Linked DNA regions of Mus musculus: region 2 is linked to region 1. Evidence: chromatin contacts called from public Hi-C data. All regions are on one chromosome and are shown on one strand. Each heading gives the region's core, a stretch centred on a gene start, on an enhancer-like site or on the middle of the called end of the contact. The rest is flanking DNA. Distances are from core to core; before and after follow the strand shown. Region 1 holds the start of Kcnc2 (potassium voltage gated channel, Shaw-related subfamily, member 2). Region 2 has its middle 89 kb from the start of Gm40764.

The links. A called contact is a pair of places that touch in the nucleus more often than the background predicts.
Region 2: a contact with region 1 is called in a Hi-C map of cortical neurons, with 3 times the contacts expected there. The contact joins the enhancer-like site here to the promoter of Kcnc2 in region 1. A contact is called at or near these places in 1 of 39 promoter capture datasets (hippocampal neurons), 2 of 484 Hi-C or Micro-C datasets (both in cortical neurons) and 2 of 115 datasets of contacts at active chromatin or transcription factors (embryonic forebrain and forebrain).

The regions. Positions count from the first base shown.
Region 1 is chr10:112,267,534-112,271,600 of GRCm38.p6, forward strand. It overlaps Kcnc2 (potassium voltage gated channel, Shaw-related subfamily, member 2), which reads left to right and starts at 2,484. Exons shown (of 5, transcript NM_001379643.1): 1 at 2,484-3,015.
Region 2 is chr10:112,569,544-112,573,426 of GRCm38.p6, forward strand. No RefSeq gene overlaps it. Among named protein-coding and RNA genes, the nearest start is that of Gm40764, 89 kb to the right of the region's middle. Within about 2 kb of position 2,383, at least 14 of the 459 cell types and tissues checked have an H3K27ac peak or open chromatin away from gene starts, as enhancers often do. A contact at or near this core is called in cortical neurons, where this site is marked.

The DNA of each region.
Region 1 (4,067 bases), core at 1,234-3,733:
GAGTTTTCTTTTTGGACAGGAGCTCACTCTCTACCCCACATCATGGTAGCTACACCTCACCATTTCACCATGGAATCAGGCTGGAGCCTTGAACATGGTCCTCTGTCCCTGGTCTCCCGAGTGCTGGCATCAGCGTGAGCCAGCATGCCAGGCTCACCACACATTGTCAGGAGATCCAGAGTTCCTGTGATGATGATGTAATGCCCCCTTTCTGTAGCCTTCCCTGATGCTGAGTCCAGGACACAAAGGGATCCACCCGTTGCTTCCCTGCGAGCTGTACTGTCCATACCGTCTTTTATACTCTTGCTCCCTACCAGTCATAAAGAAAACTGGCGCTGCTGTCCTCCCTGCCCCCCACCCCCCCAGTTTTGCTCATCATCTTTTAATGCTTTGTTGTCTTTTCACTTTTATCTGAATTTTACAGCAAGATCAGTGGAATCAGTTGGCCAGAGGGGTTTTCTGTTCTTGGCCATCTTATGTAACGGATCCTGGATGTTTGTATTAGGATGCTCTTCTGTTGACAGGGAGACAGAGAAGGCTTTCCATTCACTGCTTGTGTGCCAGTTCTCCCTCAGCAGATGTGGCCCACCCTTTCCTCTCCCACATCTTGTTTTCAGATTCCCAGGTCACAGTCTCTGTTTTACATCTATAAGTCATAGGAAAATTCTGACTTCTTCCGAAGGATAATCCTCTTATCAGCGTGAGTACTTCTCAGTAGCTCATATAAACTTAGATCCAGCCAATGTGCTCCAGTTGACATCATTGTTTCCCTCCCTGTAAGTCCTCCTTGCCACTCCCCTTTCCGTTTTGATTCACTCATACCTTTCCCCAGAGTACAAGAACTATTGTGAAACTGGAATCTCTCATCATAGATTCCTGTCACTGATATATAAGATACAAGTTAGCTTTCTATAGTCTTCATTATTATACAATGTGAACATTACTTTTATTAAAACCGAAGGATGGAATTTATGCATTTTACAATTATTGTGCTCTCAGTAAATGTTATCTGTTACTACCAATGCTCAGGTTACCATTATTACTATTGTGAATTTACTTTAAAGCTTATATCATATTCTTTTCTATATTGAACTTATGACATTAAATAAAGGAATAGCTGGGACAATAGAATTCGAATTCATTTGGTAATTTTTTTCCCTAGTCTGGTATTCTTACATCAACTATTAAGTAAAAAACAATGCCCCATAGTTATCCCCACAGGTCAATATGATGGAGGTGATTCATCAATTAAGTTTCTTTTTCCAGTCATGTCAATTTGACAGCTGCAGCCGACTTTGTGGCTAAATAACAGTATTGACAGCAAAATTTGTTTTTTCAAAGATCCCTCCCTCTATTTACATCCTGATGCTTTCCTTACTGGTTGGATGTTGATCCTAACATTGCTCATTGCTCATGGAGTTGTGGAACGGTACACTTCTTTGGCTCTGGCTCCTCCTCCTCCATTCCACCTGTCCCCTCTCTCTGTCTCTCCTTGAAATGTAAACACACACCCACACAGAGAGAGAGAGAGAGGGGGGGAGAGAGAGAGAGAGAGAGAGAGAGAGAGAGAGAGAGAGAGAGAGAGAGAGAGAGAGAGAGAGAGAGAGAGAGAGAACATGCTTTTTTTGGTGATGAGATCTAGTATGAGTTATATCATGTTCTCCCTAAGACAATCTACTGGGGTCCCAATGTCCACTAATTAAAGGGTGATTTTAGTTGGAGACATGGTCTAGAGGTGATCAGGTTAAAATGAGGCCGTTATCAAGGGTTGTTGTATCATGTGGGTGATGTCACGGAGAAGGGAGAATCTGGAGACACACATAACATGTACACAGGAAGAGAGTGGTGTGAGGAGATGCTGGGAGAAACTAGCTACCTTCAAGCTCATGTAGCTGACTGGATCACATTCTATCCTCAGGGCCTACAGAAGGACCAACCCTGAACCCTGAAATTGTAAGATACTCTATTTCTTCTGGGGGGAAAGCCCTGCGGTTGTAAATACTTAATTTTATCAGCGCTAGCAGCACAAACAAGGCCCAGATAGACAGTAGAGTTAACTGGGACTTGGCTGATGAGAGCACTGCTTTGTTGCTTGGTTATTTCAGACAAAGGAAGCTGAAGTTTTACTTTTTGGAGCATTATGTTCCTGGGATAAACTTTTAGAAACTTGTTTTGTTTTACATAACCGTGAGGTGGTGGCTGGAGACCTACATTTGAGTGAAGAGAGAAAGTAGAGCCCTGTAGAAGACACAAGAAACAAGATCCCTGTCACCTGTAAGCAGACTTCTCCTGTCAGCTGTCATTAAGGAAAAGATACAATTGGCTTTAGATTCTCTCTCTCTCTCTCTCTCTCTCTCTTGTTGGGAGGGGTGGGGCAGTGAGGAGACAGGGTCTGGAGATCTGTGCTTAAAGAGTGCAGGTAGGGCTCCAGAGAGGGCGGAGGACGGTGCTGCTTATCCTAGATTCCCCAGACCCACCCACCCACTGTAGCTGTGTGCTCAGGCAAGCGGTGGTGAAGAACAGCTCTAGCAGAGGACGCTTTCGGGCGGGGGTGGGGGGAGCACCAAATCTGTGGATCCAAATCTAAGCTGAGAGCCTTCACTTTCCACTGGGTGAGCCCCCCTGTCCTTCGGTCAGCCTCCGCTCCAGACACAGCCAGCCGACCCGAAGGTCTGCGGCGGGGTCGGGCTGTGCCAGCTGGACCCGCCCCGAGCTCCATGGTTCGCCCAGCCCCGCGCGATGGTGACTCTGGGTGCGGAGGGTGGCTATGGGAGAGCCAGCAGATCGCAGCAGCGTGAAGGCAGGGAGCGCGGCGGGCGGCAGGCGGGGACTGTCTCCCCGACCTCAGCACCCAGAGAAGCGGATCAACCACCTGAACCCCGAAAAAACGCCAACAAGTAGTTTCTCCTTTGAGGAGGGCGGCTCAGCTGGTCGCAGAGACTCTGTCCGACTGCAGGAAGAACCTCGTCCACAGGGAGACCCAAGCAGATCCACTTTACTCCCGGTCTCCTTAAGGTATCCGGGGACTAGGAGGGGAGAAAAGGAAGGGCAGCGCAGGCGGGCATCCCCCTGCCTAGCTTTAAGAGCTTGGCTGTGGAGCCCCTGGGGAGAAGCTGGAAACAGGCGGTCTAGCTCAGCGACCCAGGGGGTGTGCCTCCCTCAGCTTCTCCTGGGCCTCGCCCCTCCTCGAAAGCAACCCCCCACTCTCCACCCCAAGATGTTTGTTTTTCTTGGGAAGGGGGAGGGGTGGCAGAGACTGCTCACTTTTGTCCTCAAAGATGGATCCTAGTTAGCCGTTTCCTTTCCCAAGTAATAATAACATTTAGCAACAAACGGCAACAGTAATGTGAAAAGGAAATTGGATGAGGAAATTAGTCAGAGGTCTCCTTGGTGAAAGGCGGTAGCGAGGACGTTTGTTGTTGTTATTGTTGTTCTGACTTCTGGGTTCAGTCTTCTGCCTGGTAGGTGAGGGAGAGAAGTGAACTGAGAACAGAGCGGGCAAAGGGCACTCCCCTAGTGCTGGGGGTGGTGGTGGCGGTGGGGAGAGCTGTCTTAAGGTTGGACCAGGGTATGCAGGCAGCTGGGGCACTCCTGGCCTCCTCCCACTCAACACTGCTAAGTTGCCTCAGCAAATGTAACTCCCTCATGGGGGAATTGCATTAAGAACAGGGGAGGGGCTGAGCGAGAGAGAGAGAGGGATGGGATAGTGGGTAAGGGGTCTAGTTAGGGAGGAGCGCTTGGAGCAAAGGCGGGTAGAAAAAAAGGCTGGGGACTGAACGGTGGGGATTTAGGGAAAGGAAAGAGGGGCTTGGGGACTTAAAGCAGGTTGGATGTGACAGGGATAGAGGGGAGGCATGGTGGAGGGCAAGAAGGAAAGAGAGGTCAGAGCCAAGGGTGGACTGTGTGCCGCAAGAGAAAAAGGTTTCCTGGAAGGTCAAGGAAGACTCAACTGTTCTTCGTTCTCTGGGAACCTGGGCCAGGGATGCGAGAGGCGGGGACAGGACTTGGGCACCAAGCTCCTCCTGGGAGGGTCCTTTCCACTTGCCAGCTCTGCAGTTTGGCACTCT
Region 2 (3,883 bases), core at 1,133-3,632, 300 kb after region 1:
TATGTGGGGAGATACAGGAGAGAGGGCCAGGGGGCCAGAGAGTGAATGGAAATCAGCAGATGGGATGGGATGGGATGGGATGGGATGGGATGGGATGGGATGGGATGGGATGGGATGGGATGAGATGGGGGCATTTCTAGGATTTGTCAGAGACCTAAGATGGGAGACTCTAACATGGCAGAGTCCAGGCATACATGGGGGTGGAGGAGCTGAGAGTTCCACCTCTTGTTTTGAAGGCAGCTAGGATGCAGGTCCACACCCACAGTGACATAATTACTCCAACAAAGGGATACCTCCGAATAGTGCCACTCCCTGGCAAACATTTACAAACCATCACACCAAACTATCCACAAAATTTTTGACTCAAAATGTGACCTGTCTACAAAAAATGCAAGGAGAAATATGGATCAGAGTCTGAGGAAATGACCAGCTAATAACTGGCCCAACTTGATGCCCATTGCATGAGCAAGAAACAATTCCTGACACTATTAATGATACTCTTGTTATGCTTACAGACAGGAGTCTAGCAGCATAATTGTCCTCTGAGAGACTCTACCTAGCTGTTGACTGAAAAAGATGCAGAGACACAGCCAAACATTTGATGGAACTTGACAAGTCTCATGGAGGAGTTTGGGGAAAAAAATTGAAGGACATGGAGGGCATAAGAACTCCACAGGAAGACCAACAGAGTCAACTAACCTGGACTTTGGGAGCTCCCAGAGAGTGAACTTAAAATCAAAAAGCATGTATGGGCTGGACCTAGGCTTTCCCAGACATATATAGCAGATGTGGAGCTCAGTCTTTGTGTAGGTCCCTGAACAACTGGAGTGGGGCCTCTCTCTAAAATCTGTTGCCTGCCTGTGGATTCCATTCCCCTAACTAAGCTGCCTTGTCTGACCTCAGTGAGTGAGGGTGAGGTGATACTCTGAGGGGCCTTGCCCCTCTCAGAGGAGAAGTTGAGAGGGATGGAGGAAGTAATGGTGTCTGTGGGAGACTGAGAGGAGGGGGATCAGTGATCAGTAATTCACTTTATGTAAAGTAAATTAATTAATTAATTAATTAATTAATGAAAGAAATCATTGCAGTAAATCTTGATGTCATCTATTTATAACAAGAATGTGTTTTTTTGTCATCTTACATCAAAGAAGATCTAAATGTTTATGCAAAGGAGAGCCTTTTATTTATTATGGGTGTGGGAATATTAGGACTACGATATGCAATCTCTGGGGCAGAGGGGAGTTGATCACCATCTGAACAGTGAGAGGAACAAAAGACCCTATGAAGGTGCTAAAGCCCAGTGAGGAGTGAGGAGTCTTCTCCAGTACAGGACACACTCTTTTTAAGAGTTGCTCAGACTTCAACCTAGATTTCGAATAAGTGAGTAATAGATGATTTACTACTTACATCTTAAAGGTGTAGCTTTCCAAACTGAGACTTTAGTATATATGTTAAATTAAACAAGCCTAAATAATCACTAGAAGATACTTTTAATTCATTTTGATCAATGATGAAATTAATATAGCCAAGCTTCCAATAATAGCATGCCTTTTGAGAGATGTGTAGTAAACGAACCAAAATAGAAAAGACCCATCACCCATTTATAAACAACTTAAGTATCTACTTTAAGATTCCTAAATGAAAAAAAAATACCTGTAATATGAAATGTAGAATGCTTTGAATGCGGATGTGTACACCAACAGACATGCTAAGATGGAGGGAGTAAATCTCATTGGCGCTCAGCCCTAGACAAAGAACTGCAGGCAAGTGAGGAATGCCAAGAGCAGCAAAAATAGTTTTCCCCAGGGAAGACCACAGCAATGTTTTATTGAACGCCAAGTCATAAATGTTGAAAATCTAACACCTAAGTAACATTATACAGACCGAGCAAGTTGTATTTATGTATTTTTAAATGAACCCATTATTTTTTAATCTAATATCCAGATGGACAAATTGAGACTTGTAATGACCATGAAATTATCTCAACTCATTCTCATAGCCATTTGACCCACCTAAAACCATAGGTTGATAACCACTAGAGCTTAACATCACGTCTTCAGCACTGATAAATGTTTTCCCACTTTGACCATGAGAGTCTTATATGCTATCTAAGATTCTATCAATAGCCCCTGGCATCGCTTTATTTAACAGTTGGTAAAATCATTTTATTTTCAAAATTCTGTCCTTCCCTTCATGTTTTCAGCTTGATTGGACACATTTGTTTTGCAGGCCACTGTACACACTGAGTTAGAAGTTACGAAATATGCCTACTCATTTGAAGGCTACTCAAGTAACCATAACATGCATATGTCTTCTTATATCCTGTCCATACTGGTCATATTTACAATCCACATCCATAATGCTTATTGTGCTTTGATGCTTTTCCAACATTTGCTTTGAGCTACAGTCGGTCTGATTTTTAGATCTTCTCCAGTATGGCGCTCTTCAAAGCTCCATCTGTTCTATAGTTCTGGTCCCTTTGTCCTGTTTCTTCCACTTCATCCCATATGGACCGTTCTTTAATAGCTACATGTAGCAATTTACAGTTCTCAGTTCCCAGGTCACACTATGCCAGGTTATTATTGATTTTCTTGGCCCCTCCAATCAAAACTTCCTTTCACTTCCTTTCAGGTCCCCAGTACTACACGTGCCATTCAATTTCAACGCTCAATTACTACTCTTTGAACACATGCCATTTCTGCTCTCTTGGAGAATATGCATGAATTTAAATGAGAGTAATTTTCTCAACTTTCCGATTCCCACCAAGCCTGACCAATTACCTGCATGTAGTAGATAGAGGAGGAATACAGAAGAATTGATTACAAGAATGAGCTGGCATAGACTGATTCCACATTGTCTGTGGCTGATTGGAAATTGGCATTCATTCAGTGAGACACACAGAATTGCTTCCATGACAAAGTGGCATGTTTCGTCTAGTAGTTAGTGATGGATCCTGTTAGATAGCAAAGGCACCTGTTTCTCTTTTAATGCATGTTCGGTGCATATCAAGCCTGCTTGATAATGCAGACTTTAATTGTTCTAAATTGGTGTGAGTCTACTGAAATAATAAATGAGGCAATTTTGCCTTCAAAGACAATGGGCTTTAATGAGAATATTTTTGTATCTGGCAATTGGCAGTCATGATTTATTTATGGCAGGGCTTATGATTCATCATTACAATTTCCTTCAAATTTTGTAAGGAATAAAAAAGCATCTTTACAAGCACACACATCTTATCTGGCAGCTGTTCACTAGCTGATATTTTTTTGCAAAGCCCCAAAGTTAGCATTGGCAGTTTTCAGCTGAATTTTTCTTTGTTTACACTTGGAATGTTTCCATCATTTAAAAACAGTCTCATCATAAGAATGCAAGAGAGAAATATATGCTGCTGGAGCAGTCTTGTTAGCAAACTCCAGTGCTCTTTGCTTCTTAGGTAGGCAAGCTGCTCACAGGGGATCATCCATTCCCAATGGGGAAAGTCTACTATAAGAATTTGGATCAATTTTCTTTTTTACAAAAGGCTCATTATGCCCAAGGGATTTCTTTAGAAATGTTGGCTTTGTGAAGGTATAGGTACTTCCCAAAGTTTTAAAGAGTGGCATTTTGTTTTCTATTCTAGTTAAGGAACTTTAATCTCCAGGTGCCAGGGAAGGATGGGGTGACTTTACTGCGGCCATGCAGTAATATTGTTAGCCATTTATTTCTCCGTTTATTGTTTTCATCTTATGACAGATGCATCATGCATCTATAAGGAAATTATGAGGCTGTGGAATACCCAGATATGGCTACCCACAAGGGGCCTAGCTGTAAAAGAGATACGTGAGAGAAGCCAGCTCTCTAATGGACTCCTACTTCTTTCGGAAAGTTCTGGCTAAGTTGTTGCCTA